Linked DNA regions of Sus scrofa: region 2 is linked to region 1. A link is a contact called in public HiChIP or PLAC-seq data. All regions are on one chromosome and are shown on one strand. Each heading gives the region's core, a stretch centred on a gene start, on an enhancer-like site or on the middle of the called end of the contact. The rest is flanking DNA. Distances are from core to core; before and after follow the strand shown.

Region 1 (6,307 bases), core at 1,886-4,385:
GGAAATTTTACTTAATGCTTTGGGATTTCACCTGACCTGTAACTCTGGAGTGGTTTGGTTTGTTGTTTTCTCTGTGTAATTGGTCGCTGTGCCATTTCCTCTGTATTTGGGTTTGACCGGGTGTGTTGTTATTGCGCAGGACCCAGGGCCACTAGGAGGCTAAAAAGCGTCCAGGTAGCGCATCAGCCCTGAGTCCGGACACGGTGTTCTTTTCTTCTCTTAAAGAAGCAGCGTCCCAAACGTGGGCGAGCAGCCGCTCGTGTCCGCCGGGGAGAACAGAGTGCAGGTGCTGAAAAACGTGCCTTTTAACATAGTCCTTCCGCACGGCAGCCAGCTGGGCCTGGACAAGAGAGGCCACCTGACGGCTCCCGACACCACGGTCACCGTCTCCATCGCCGCGATGCCCACGCACTCCATCAAGACGGAGACCCAGCCGCACGGCTTCGCGGTGGGCGTCCCCCCGACCGTGTACCATCCGGAGCCCCCCGAGCGGGTGGTGGTGTTCGACCGGAACCTGAATACCGACCAGTTCAGCTCTGGCGCTCAGCCCCCGAACGCTCAGAGGCGGACTCCAGACTCCACCTTCTCGGAGACCTTCAAGGAAGGCGTGCAGGAGGTACAGGAAGCCCGAGCATCCTCCTGAGACGCCGCGTGTTTATATAAGTATTGGGTTCCGCCTCCTCCCGGTTATGTAAGCTTGAAACTCAGCCCCAAGTGAATGGATGGGGAACAAAAGATTTTTCTTTTAAGAAAAAAGGCCCATGAGTCTCGTTTGTAAACGAAACCTATAAAACCAGAAATTATTATCAAGAGCGCATGGCTCATCTTACCAGCAGCTGAATTAACAGTCGTGATTTCAGCTTGGTGATTTGCTGGAGAAAGAGAGCCGCGTACATAATCTGCCGTCGACAGCAGATACCTCCACGTGGTCTGTTTTCAGCTTTTGTCCAAGACCAAGCCAAAGCTCTGTGCAACTGGTCTTTCTCTAAAATGACTTCGGTATCTGCGGGGTGTCTCTTGGTTGGTAGCATTGTCAGGGAGGCACAGGGGGGTCCTGATGACACACGCATCGTGTGACACTTTCAAACTAATGCCAAATACGGCCGAGGGTTTTGTGGTGACGAACGCGGCACTCGGTGCGAGTCGGGGACAGAAGACATTTGGAACCGTCTTTAGCGACTCGTGGGACCAGCGGGCAAATGACTCCCCCAGGCAGCCAGGAGTAGGCCAGGCGCCCTTCCCGAGAGCGTGCACCAGTCCAGCCAGCCAGGGTGCGAACCCGACTCGGTGTTTTAACTTGGTGCCTCTTTAGAGCTGATGATGGAGCTGACTCCCGAAAGGCCCGAGATGGGGGTCGCACGTTCCCTGTGAACAGAATGGGGGTGTGTGGGAAGACGAGGGACGAGGCTGAGGAAGCGCTTTGTGGGGCACCTCCCCAGATTGTCTTCGTTTCATCGGGTGGCATAGAAAATCCATTGTCGTTTCCCTTTTCATTTTCTCTTAAGATTGTGTGCAGAGCTCCAGTTTTTCTTTTCGACGAGCGTGGACGGGGCGGTGGGTTGCCGAGAGCCACGTGCTCTGAGGCTGTACCAGAGGCCGGTCTGTGGGGAGCCCGCTAACCAGTTGCACCTTGTGGCCTCTTGCGTTGATGTTTCAGGTGTTCTTCCCCTCGGATCTCAGTCTGCGGATGCCTGGCATGAGTTCAGAGGACTATGTTTTTGACAGTGTTTCTGGGTAACAGTTGTCTTTTAATTTGACTTGTACCTTTCAGCTTTTACGACTCCCTTCTTTTTCGTTAATTCGATCTTGGAAAATCAGAGGTGGCTTCCTCGCCTTTCAGCTTTGTCTTCCTGCAGTTCCTGTGGGCATCGCTGCGCAGGGCCGGCTCTGGTGCACTCGGCTGTGACCTCTGAGCGCTGCTTCACGCTTCCCTGACTCTTGGTGTTGGTGCTTTTTCTGTCCTTTGGTTTCTGTATATGACGGTGGTAGACTGGAGTCTCAGAGACGAGATCCAGGGGTTCGGTTAGAGCCCGGAGGCCCCTTGTGTTCCCACAAGTGTATAATCGTGTGAGATTTTAGGAATGGCATCAGGTGGATAGAGGCTTTTATATTTGTATTAGTCTCACTGATGATAAAATAAATGGAGTCCGCTTGTAGGGCGCTGACCCCCTCTTTTATACGCCACAAGATTGCACCTCTCCCTGGGAAGATGCATCTCTTCCAAGTTATTTTATTTTATTTTATTTTATTTTTTTGTCTTTTTGCCATTTCTTGGGCCGCTCCCACGGCATATGGAGGTTCCCAGGCTAGGGGTCGAATCGGAGCTGGAGCTGCCAGCCTACACCACAGCCACAGCAACGCGGGATCTGAGCCGCGTCTTTGGCCTACACCCCAGCTCACGGCAATGCAGGATCCTTAACCCACTGAGCAAGACCAGGGACTGAACCTGCAACCTCATGGTTCCTAATTGGATTCGTTAACCACTGAGCCATGATGGGAACTCCTCTTCCAAGTTATATTTAAATGTCTTCAGATTTTTTTTTTTTTTTTGAGTCTAGGATTTCATTTTGTAATTGTTTTATGCATTCCTATGTGTGTTATGCTTTCAAATAAGTTTTATTGAAAAGTCTAGGATTTTATGGGGAGTAAGACTTCCTTCAAGACCTGCCTCGAGGGACAGGGGTCACAGACTCAGATGCCTTCGGGATCTAGGATAGGGGTCAGCAAACTCTGTAAAAGATCAGATAGGAAATATTTTCGGCTCTGCGGGCCACACAGCCTCTGTCGCAACTGCCCAGCTCTGCCCCGCTCTGTCACTGTGGCACGAAAGCAGCCACAGAGCATGTGTGATCAGAGGGCATGGCTGCGTTCCATCAAAACTTTATTTATAAAAGTAAGTGTCATTCACCAGCCCCTGGCCTCATGAAGCAGCCTCGGGGGATGAATACCCGGAGCTATAAGACCATAGAAACGGTCGAAGACTGTCGAATGCCATCTGGGGATGGTAACTGATGAGCAAAAACAGTTTCAAACAGGGCTGTTTCTGCCGGCCAACTCCCATGTAATCAGAGGCCTCCCCGCCTGCCGTTTGCAGCCTTCGCAGGGCAAACACCAGCTTGGCAGCCCGTCCCGGGAGTCCTCTTCCAGAGCCCTTTGGCTCATCCGTGTCTTCGGCCTCCTTCGCCTCCAGACTCTCCGTTGTTAACGTCACTTCAGAGAATTTCTAGCTGGGCACTTGGTGGGCCCGCATCTGAGATCTCTGAGCACTGGGGGCTCTTTGAGATTCTGTGTATTTTGGGAAGAGCAGCAGATGCTGTTAATAACACGACCTGGTCAGTCGGCTGTTTCTTTGCCTCCGTCCACACGGAAGCCTTTCAGGTTGGCGCGCACGCTTGGTGTGGGAAGCTCCCGAGAGCCCGGATGAGGGCGTCGTGACCCCGTTTTGTTCTTTAGGAACAACTTCGAGTATACCCTGGAAGCCTCCAAGTCGCTGCGACAGAAGCCGGGAGACAGCACCATGACCTACCTGAACAAGGGCCAGTTCTACCCCGTGACCTTGAAGGAAGTGAGCAGCAGCGAGGGGATCCACCACCCCATCAGCAAAGTCCGGGTGAGTCCCGCTGCCCGTCCTGCCGTCGGGGGAGCTGGGCAGAGCCGCCTCGCCCCCGGGCGGAGGCCCCCCTGAGCGAGGCCCTCCCGGCAAAGGCGAAACCCCGGCAGGGTTCCCTGCGGCCCCCGCCCCCGCGTCCTCACGCCACTCCGCGGCCCCCTCTCTCGCAGAGTGTCGTCATGGTGGTTTTTGCCGAGGACAAAAGCCGAGAGGACCAGTTGCGGCACTGGAAGTACTGGCACTCACGGCAGCACACGGCCAAACAAAGGTGCATTGACATAGGTAAGGGCCCGGCCGCTCGGTTCCCGGGCTGCAGGCATCCCGTGTTCTCCGTCCAATTATTTTTGGCAGCCGTCCGCTTCCTGCCGAACGCATTTGAATTTTTGTGCCAGCCCCTGATGTGTTCCCAGCCCTGTCCTTGGGCTCCTGGAATCAGGGCTCTCAGTCTTACTTCCCTCATGAGGACACGGGCCGCGTGCAGTGGCTCCCCATGTGACCCTGGGGCCAGGGGCCGTAGAGCCAGTTCACATCAAGTGCCCTGCTTGTCAAGCGACACATTTTTCCCCCCCTTTAGGGCCACACCCATGGCATATGGCAGGTCCCAGGGCTAGGGGTCGAAGGAGAGCTGTCGCCACCGGTCTGTGTGCAGCCACAGCAACGAGGGAGCCAAGCCACATCTGTGACATACGCTGTAGCTTGCAGCAACGCCAGATCCTTAACCCACTGAGCAAGGCCAGGGATTGAACCCACGTCCTCCCAGAAACAACATCAGGTCCTTAACCCGCTTTGCCGCAACAGGAACTCCAGGGTGACACTTTTTTTTTGAGGGGTAACGTCGTTTTTAAGAGATTCTGGTTATCTGGAGGTGATAATAAGGTGGAGGAAAAAAAAAAACGAGGGAAGGAAAATCCTGCTGAGGTGCCGTCGCACGATCCTCCCCCATTAACGCGCCCAACTGCGTGCCAGTCTCTTCCGTGTGCAAATGGACCCGCAGGTGTGTCACGTGGGGCGCAGCGCAGACCTGTGCAGCTCCACGGTCAGTCAGGTGGTTTGTGACGACCGCTCCTCTTGGCGGGTATGTGGTTTTCACGTGGAAGCATTGTGCGTTTCACGAGATGGCTCTGAATCTGTGTCGCTTCTTTTCTCTGCCTTTGGAAATGTTTAAGTTCTCTCGCAGAAGAATTAAAAGAACTGAGTTCCAGGCTTGATTCCTTGGACTAGTTTTGTGGCCTTGGGACAATTATTTAAACTTTTCTAGACCTCACTGTCCTAATTTTTACTCAATGGGATAAAATTAAATATATCTAAGCTTGCCTCTGTTACTCTTTTTCTTCATCTCTTGAACTCCTTTCAGCCCAGCAAAATGTGAATTAAAATTTTCCAGCAATGCAGTTCCCTGGCGGCTCAGTGGGTTAAGGACCCAACATTGTCCCTGCCGAGGCTCTGGTCACTGCTGTGGCGAGGCTTCCATCCCTGACCAGGGAACTTCCACATGCCTCTGGCGTGGCCAAAAAATATTACCCAGCGGTGGTACCACGAAGAGCTGACTCTCACCTTGAGCTGCTGTAATCTCCTGCCGGAAGCTGGAAATCACAAATTTCTTTCTCTTTCCCATCGCTTGTGTAGCCGATTACAAAGAAAGCTTCAACACCATCAGCAACATCGAGGAGATCGCGTATAACGCCATTTCTTTCACGTGGGACATCAACGATGAAGCAAAGGTAGGCGGCGCGGGGGCAGCACCAGCTCTCTGGGCAGGAGTGGCAGGAGCTCAGTGATTTGAGCCCCGATTTTTTTTTTTTATTTCTCGGTCCTTTGCTAAGGCGTAGGGAGAGCGTGCAGGGCTGGGAAGGCAGGTCACAGCCCCAGACACAAGGGGCTCGAAGCAGGACAGGGCTTGGGAGGAGGAGCAGCCCGTCTCCCCAGCCTGTCCCGAGCCGGGCGCCTCCTCCGCCGGCCGGCCTCGCCTGCACCTTTCCCCGAGGCCACGGCTGCGGAGAGTGCGGCGTCTTGGGCCGGAGCGTGGCTCCCGGCTCTGTCTGTCCGTCTCTCTCTCGGGGCTCCGTCTCCTCCTGTGCGGAGTGGAGGTGATGCCCATCTCCTCTCGCCCCCGGCGCTGCCCCCGGAGCGCGGTTGGAGCTGCGCCCGTGACGCTGCCAGGCTGTCTGCGGAAGGGCCTGAGCACGGGTTGTCCTGGTGGCAGTGCCCGGCCCCACGGCGCCACCCTCCAGGTACCCTCCTGCGAGGCTCCTGACTCTCAGGCTCGGGCAAGAGCGCGCTGGCCTCCAGCTCAGAGGGTCTTTGGATACTTGTACTGGGGACTTTTTTGGTACCTTTTCAGAAAAAGTAAGCATTAGTTTGAAAATTGAGAGCTCGGGCAACGCCATGGAACCCTTCATTTGAGGGCAGTTGGTGACAAGGTCCCTTCAGCGTCTGTTGTGGTGTCGGGAATACTCTTCTGCATCCAGGACCAGGCGCAAAGTTACCGCCGCCTTCTTGTCCCTTCTCAGCCTCTCTTTTATTTATTTATTCAGTAAGAATTTTAACAATGTGGAGTAAGACCCTGCGTTTGGTGCTAAGTACTTTAGAATTTTTTACTGCCTAGGGTGGCTTTTAAAAATCATGTGGCTGGATCCTTGAGAAAACACGTTACGTTTGTATTGCAATCGCTTTCCTTGCCTTTTGTGGCCGTGGTGT
Region 2 (7,289 bases), core at 3,586-6,085, 130 kb before region 1:
GCTGCCCCAGTGGCTGCCTTTTCCTCCTTCAGAGCCAGGAAAGCCCCTCTCACTGGGGCAAGCCGCTTCTCAGCCTCACTCTCCTCACCTGTAAAGTCAACGTAAGAGGCCCAAGAGATGGAGGTGGGAGCTGCCAACCTTGAGTCTAGACCTGGGGCTGGCACAGGGGCCCTTCTGCTGGCCAGCGCATCACAGGCCAGCCCAGACCAAGATGAGGAGACACGGACCTCATGTTTCCAGGTGAGCGTAGCTGTCTCCGTTTTACAGATTAACAGATTGAGGCTCAGAGGCCCAGCACCCAGGGTTACGGAACTTGTGCCACCAGGGACCGTAGCCTGGTCCGTCTGGTCTGAAGCCTGGGCCCTCCTGCCACCCTCGATGTGCACCAAGGCAGAGCCGATGGGGCAGGGCTGGCGGCCTCCTTCACCATCGACCTAGCGGGTCCCAGCCCAGGCGACAGCCTCACCTGGGTGACTTGCAATCACGGATTCCTGGCCCTGCTCCCAGGGTTCGGCTTTAATCCGTCTGAGGTGGAGCCTGGATGTCGGGGATTTTTTAAGTTCCCCGGGAGATTTTCACGGCAGCCAAGGGCTGTGGACGCGTTTCCACCAAACACGGTCCCTCCCTGCCTGCAGGCTGGGTGGGGACCTTCCCCCGGGCCCTCCTCCCCTGACCCTGAGCACTCGCTCCAGCCCTGCCCCATCCTTCCCTCCACCCCCCCCCACCAAGTCAGGGGGACTGTCACCAGGTCGGCAGGTTTCCGGGAGGGGGGAGCGATGCCTGGTCCCTGTGCAGGGAGGACTGAGAACAAGCGACCCCCAGGCTGAGCAAGTCCAGGCCTGACTCTGCTGGGAGACTGGGAGTAGGGGTTCAAGTCCCAGCTCTGTCACTTACTAGTCGAAGAGTCTTTGGTCTATAAAATGTGCTTAATATTGACTGTCATGCCTACTTCACAGAGGGTTTTCAAGGCTCCAAAGAGGGAATGAATATAAGAAGGCTTTGTAAAGAAGTGCAAGGCTTGGTTTTTGTTTTTTTTGTCCTTTTTTTAGGGCTGCACCCGCGGCGTATGGAGGTTCCCAGGCTAGGGGTCGAATCCCAGCTTCAGCCGCCGGCCTACACCACAGCCGCAGCAATGCCAGATCCGAGCCACATCTGTGACCTACAGCACAGCTCACGGCAGCGCCGGATCCTTAACCCACTGAGCGAGGCCAGGGATCGAACCCACAACCTCATGGTTCCGAGTCGGCTTTATTTCCACTGCGCCATGATGGGAACTCCAGAAGTGCAAGGCTTTTACACAGAAAACTGCCAAACACCAGTTGGAGAAAGTAAAGGTCTAAATGATTGAAAAGATACCCCTTGTTGGTGGATTAGACGATTTAACCTGGTTAACGATGGAAATGGTTGGTATGGTTAACACTCGGCACACTGATCCTCAGACTCAGTGCGGCGGTAGGTTTCAGGACATTCTCACGGCAGGGAATCCGACGGCTACCGGGCGTCCAAAGTAAGATGCACATTTTTTTCTCACATCCCCGAAATTAGAGTGTAGCTTATTACAGCGAGTGGGCCACAGTTTCATTGTCCCAGGGCCTCTGCAGCTGGGGCCCTGCTGATGGGGTCAAGGGGACGCCCTCCCGGAACCACGCCCCCCTCCAATTTCCAGGGACTTCCTGGGCTTGCTCCCAAGGCGGTCCTCCTGGGGGCCACTCAGTGTGCGGGTCCCAAAGGGCAGCTTTTTGTGGGGGGTGGGGGGTGCGGGTATGGGCAGCAGGCCAGGGGCGGGGTGGGGGGGTGGCACTCGTGTGCCTGTACGCGAGGGGCACTATGGGTGAGAACAGGAGGGGAGGGCCAGCGGGCGTCTAGACCCACTGTGTTTTGGTGCTTGGTGCCAAGGAAGCCCACAATTCTAAATTTGAACCTGGCCTTGTAGGCTCTTGTGAAGGCATTTTTGCCAAGGTAAGAGGCTGGAACATATTTGATTGAATAGTTTATGAGCTTGATTTATAATTTTAAATTATTTACTTATTTGTTGATTGATTTTGCTTTTTAGGGCCACACCTGTGGCATATGAAAGTTCCCAGGCTAGGGATCAAATCAGAGCTGCAGATGCTGGCCTACGCCACAGCCACAGCAACTGGGGATCTGAGATGCATCTGCGATCTACACCACAGCTCACAGAAGTGCCAGATCCTTAACCCACTGAGCGAGGCCAGGGATCGAACCTGCAACCTCATGGATACAAGTCGGGTTCTTAACTCCCTGAGCCACAACAGGAACCCTCTACTTTTAAAATGTTTAGACATAGATTATATGAGCCTCGGATTGCCCTGGGGCCTGAAGGCATTAGGATAAGGTCTGCGAAGTCCTCTCCTTTGAAAACGCCAGCCCTGGACTCGCCAGCCCTGGAATCGGTCCCCTCTGCCCGGCCACCTCCAATTGTTCCCTCAGAGTCCTGACTCTTGGGGGACAGGCTTGGGCTCATAGGCACCTTTGCACCTCTGCCCCCTCAGCACTGGCTGGTCAGCGCTGTGTGGAGGCCCTGGTGACAGAAGGGTCCAGGAGGTTCTGACCTTGGCCAGATCCCTAGATCCTGGCACGGGCGCTGCCCAGGGAGGGCTCGGCGAGCACGTGCACCACCCTGCAATTCCTTTGCCCCTTCGTCCGGCTGCTTAGGATGCTCTCGCTCCGCAGACTGTGAATCTTCTGACTAAGGGGCCGGTCCTGATTCTCTCGGTCTGGGCCGGGGCCTGAGGGCCTGCACTTCCCACCAGCTCCTGGGTAAGGCGCATGCTGCCAGGTCAAGACCTGCACGTGGCATAGTGAGGCTTGAGAGCTCATCACTTCCAGAAAGCCAAGTTCAACACGTGTTGTTGCCTGTAGCCAATGCTTTCGTGCAGACTGCACACAAAACAGCTCTGAAACCAGCCTGCAGCTGCCCACGGGACCTGTGGAAGAATCCAGAGCTGTCCTCCCAGAGAAAAGCTCTTCCAGGAGTTCCCTGGTGGCCTCGTGACTAGGGATCTGGCATTGTCACTGCTGTGACATGGGTCGTTGCTATGGTGCAGGTTCGATCCCTAGCCTGGGAACGTCTGCATGCAGCAGGTGCAGCAGAAAGAGGAAAGAAAAGAAAAGCAGTTTTGGGCCCATGGAAACTGCCCAGGGGTGGGTTGGGGTCCAGGTGACAGTGCTGCCTCTGCTGTGCCAGGCCTGTGCCCGGCTCTCAGGTTCCAGGCTCAGCAGAACCAGGGTCCTCTCTCTGGGCCTCTGCCCTCACTGTCCACCATGAGAGTGAGGGAGGGGACGATTTTAGAAGAAGGAAGGATGGGTGTAACCAGCAGTCACCATGTGCCAAACACTGCTCCAGGTGCCTTTCCTGTGCCGACGTCTTTATAACCGCCTTGGCAACCCTTGAAAGGGTTGCCTTCTTATTACCACCTCATGACCATTAATACCGATGGGGAAAGTGAAGTCCCGGGAGGAGGACCGCCCAAGGTCGCATGGTGCCGTGAGGCCCCAGACAGTCTGGCTCCAAAGACCAAGAACTTAACCAACTGGCCCCACAGCCTCTCTGATGTGAGGCTGGTTTCAGACAGTGAGAAGCAGTGGAATCCTCTCTGCCCCTCACCCCACAGCCCCAAGGCTCTTCTGCAGACACAGCCACAAACCTCTTCCAGGGTCCCCCCTGGCTCGGGGGCTCTGGCTGCAGACAGGCCAGTACTGCAGATCCCCCCCCCCCGCCCCTCTCATCCCTGCTGGGCTGCCTGGGGCCTCCAGAGCAGGGGCCTGGCGGTGCCTTCTGCTGGGAAAATCTCCTGCTTCAAGAGGTGGGGAGGTCCTGTTTTATTTTTAAAATTTATGTATCTATGTATTTTTAGGGCTGCACCTGTGGCATATGGAGGTTCCCAGCTAGGGATCGAATTGGAGCTACAGCCGCCAGCCTACATCCCAGCCACAGCCTACATCCCAGCCACAGCAATGCCAGATCTGAGCTGAGTCTGCAACCTACACCACAGCTCACGGCAACACCGGATCCTTAACCCACTGAGCGAGGCCAGGGATGGAATTCGCATCCTCATGGATACTAGTTGGGTTCTTAATCTGGAACTCTGGGCATGTCCTGTTCTAAAGCGGCGTTCTTTTGTGATACCCCAGACTCCCCCAACCCAAGTTCCTTCTTCATTGTATTGTCACAGTCAGTTTTCTCCTCTCCCTGCCAAAAAAAAAAAAAACCACTCACTCTCAGAACTGGGGCTGTTTCCTTTTTTCTCCATCTTCAGCTCAGCGCCAGATGCACAAAAGGGCTGAACTGACTTGTATTTAGTAGAAGGACTACCCCCCCACCGCCCCCTCAGAGGTGCTGCATTTCCATATCTTGCCACCAGAGGGCAGGCGTGCACAGCACAGGCCAAGCCACTGGGAGGCGGGGCTGGGTGGGTCCCAGAGCACCCAGAAACCAGATCTCTGGACAGAAGGCCGGATGAGCCATCTCTGCCCTGCCCCTGCTGATTCCAGCCCCAGCTCCAGAGCCACCCCCTTCTCTTCCCTCCCCTCCCCTTCTCCCCTCTTCTTTCCACTCTTTCCGGATTCCTGGTCAGCCTTGACTTTGGCTGACTTTGGGCCAGGCACCTTTTCCCTCTAAGACTTAGTTTCCTCACCTTCAGCTTTTGTGCATTTCCCCTTCCTGGGGACCTGGGACCCTCCATGTAAGGCTGTACGTCCCGTGGCGCAGGCCCTTCCCTGCTCTCGGGGAGGCGGTCCAGGCTCTGCGGAGGCAGATTCATGCCCCTTTGTGAGTTTCTTCCTCATCCAGCTCCTGCCCCACCCATGGTGGATGACAACTTAAGGGCTGGCCGGCCTGGAATGACTGCTCCTTCCCCAGCCTGGCAGCTGCTGCAGCCACCTGCGCTTGGACGCTCTGCCAGCTGGGCTTGCTCCATTCAAGAACATGCTAGCAGGCAGCGCTGGCTGCGTGGATGACGGATAGAGAGAAAGCCATAGCTTGCTTCAGAGCATTTGTAGCAAAGGAATTTTCAAACCCACTTCTGGTAGAACCCTAAAGCCTTCTTAAGCCTCTGGGAACCTGAAAGTTCCTACCTGGTTAAGGATCCGGAATTGCCTCAGCAGTGGTGCAGGTTACAACTACAGCGCAGGTTCGATCCCTGGCCCAGGAACTTCCACATGCCATGCATGGGTGTGGCCAAAAAAAAAAAAAAAAAAAAAAAGCCTCTAGAAGCCTGGGTCCAAATGCAGTCAGTTGAAGTCCCGTCCCCTTTTGAAGCTCCTTGTCCATTTGCATTTTCCCACTCATAGTAGCCCTAGGGGACCCTCGGCCCTGGGCTGGCTGTCCTGCGGACTGGGTGGAGTAAGGATTCTACTAACCGGGAGGGTTTATTCCTTAATCCTGGCATGGCTGCAGCACCAGCCAAAGGGCCAGCCGGCAGGGGCAGGGATGGAGACCCCAAGATGCTCTAGTCCAAACCCCAGGGGACCCAGGGCTGTGAGACAACCCACAGCCAGACTTCCAAGCTGGGTCCAGAACCAGGTGGCTCCTAATCCCCACCTCCCTTATGCCGCCTCCAGAGAGGCCGGGTTTCTGGGCGGGCCGGAAACGAGATGTGTCATAACAATGGGTTCTGAGCTCATGGCTTTCCTGGGTCTCTCTCTCCTGGCACCGGGACCCACCTGTAGGGACTTGCCTGCTGCTGACCTAGATTTCCAGGCCACTCTGTCAATACCTCCAGGGCAGGGCAGAGCGGGGCTTCTCGGAGACCCAAAGAGAACCCGTGGCCAACATCACAGAGACTCCACCAGCCGTGGGAGGACACCCTCCGTCCACACGGGGCTTAGAGGGCGGCCTGGGCTCTCCGAGTCGGCCTGGCCCCTCCCCGCATGGCTGTCCTCCAGGCCAATGAAGACCCTGAGCCGGTGCCTCGGGGTGTGGGGTGGGCAGCACCCAGCAGAGGCGTGAAATTGAAGTATCTGGACGGAGGGGCAACTTTCTTCCCTGTGACTCTTCCACAGTCCCTGCTGTCCCCTGGGGGTGACTCAGAGCCATCCGCTTCTGCCGCGAGCCCTGCCCCCAACCTCGGCACACCCAGTGCTCTCAGGATGGCTGATCTTGTTGCCACACAGCCTAGAAAATTCTGCCCTGGGCTTGGGGCGCCAGGTGCTGAGCCAAGATAGAGGATGAATCACGGGGCCGTGGCAGAGGCTGTCGGGAACCCGCAGACCTCGGCCTGCCGATGGGAGCCTGGGCCTCCCCATCCATCGGGCTGGGCTGGGCTCCCCCCCCCACCTCCGTGGGCCATGACGTCATCCGGCTTCTCTGGGTCCTTCTCTCATTAGCCTGCCGTCCTTCAAAGAGCCTTGCGGTTAGTGCCCTGGAAACAGGGCTGCCCCCCGACAACCGCCGCTTAGGGGTTTGTCAGGATGAGCCAGAATATGCAAATCACATTCTCTTTAGATGTTTATTGGATTACAAACACCCAATTAAAAGGCTTCCTTGGAATTCCTGCTGTGGCTGAGCGGGTTAAGAACTTAGGATCCATGAGGTGGTGGTTCGATCCCTGGCCTCACTCAGAGGGTTAAGGATCTGGCATTGCCGTGAGCTTCGGCATCGGTCACAGATGTGGTTCAGATTCCATGTTGCTGTGGCTGTGGTGTAGGCTGGCAGCTGTAGCTCTGATTCCATCCCTAGCCTGGGAACCTTCATGTGCTGCGGGTGGGGACATCAAAAGAAAAAGGAAAAAAGTCTTCTCTGGAAAGAATTCCTAAACAGACCCAGGGCTCCCCAGTTTGAGGACATTTCAGAGTGGAAGCTGAGGGTCCGGAAGGAGCCTGGAGACTGGTCTGTCTTGGTTGTCCTAACGCCACCCTTCACCGAATTGGCTTGGACGTCTCTGCCTCCGTGGCCCCTCGAAGACATCCCAGGCCCCGTGGCTGCTCAGACACCAGGCTTCAGACTTGGGGCTGCACCCAGAGGTACTGGCCACCAGGATAGGCCCCTGTGGGCAGGGGCGGGGGCACACCCAGGGCTTGGGGGGAGGTGTCTCTGCCTCATCTCTGCTGCAAGGTCACCTCTCCTTCTCAAAACCAGCTGCGTGTTGGGAGTCACGGTTCAGAAGAGCTGGGCCCAGGCCTCCCCTCCACGGCCGGGTGGGGGTCTGGGCTGCACAGGGTGGAGACCTCTCTGGGGGCCTGGCTGGGCCGGCGGCGGTGGAAGGTCCATGAACTCAGCAGGGATGCCAGCTAGTGGCAGAGACGGCCTGATAGAGAAAGCCTGGCCC

The links. HiChIP or PLAC-seq counts read pairs in DNA pulled down with a chosen protein or histone mark.
Region 2: an H3K27ac HiChIP or PLAC-seq map of skeletal muscle shows a contact between it and region 1. The contact joins two enhancer-like sites. A contact is called at or near these places in 5 of 47 Hi-C or Micro-C datasets (alveolar macrophages, embryonic fibroblasts, heart right ventricle and 2 more) and 1 of 2 datasets of contacts at active chromatin or transcription factors (skeletal muscle).

The regions. Positions count from the first base shown.
Region 1 is chr3:126,497,114-126,503,420 of Sscrofa11.1, reverse strand. GRHL1 (grainyhead-like protein 1 homolog) reads left to right here. Exons shown (of 16, transcript XM_021087852.1): 4 at 226-616; 5 at 1,658-1,734; 6 at 3,454-3,610; 7 at 3,781-3,892; 8 at 5,237-5,331. Among named protein-coding and RNA genes, the nearest start is that of GRHL1, 11 kb to the left of the region's middle. Within about 2 kb of position 3,135, at least 5 of the 83 cell types and tissues checked have an H3K27ac peak or open chromatin away from gene starts, as enhancers often do. A contact at or near this core is called in skeletal muscle and subcutaneous adipose tissue, where this site is marked.
Region 2 is chr3:126,626,402-126,633,690 of Sscrofa11.1, reverse strand. No RefSeq gene overlaps it. Among named protein-coding and RNA genes, the nearest start is that of TAF1B, 44 kb to the right of the region's middle. Within about 2 kb of position 4,835, at least 27 of the 83 cell types and tissues checked have an H3K27ac peak or open chromatin away from gene starts, as enhancers often do. A contact at or near this core is called in skeletal muscle and subcutaneous adipose tissue, where this site is marked.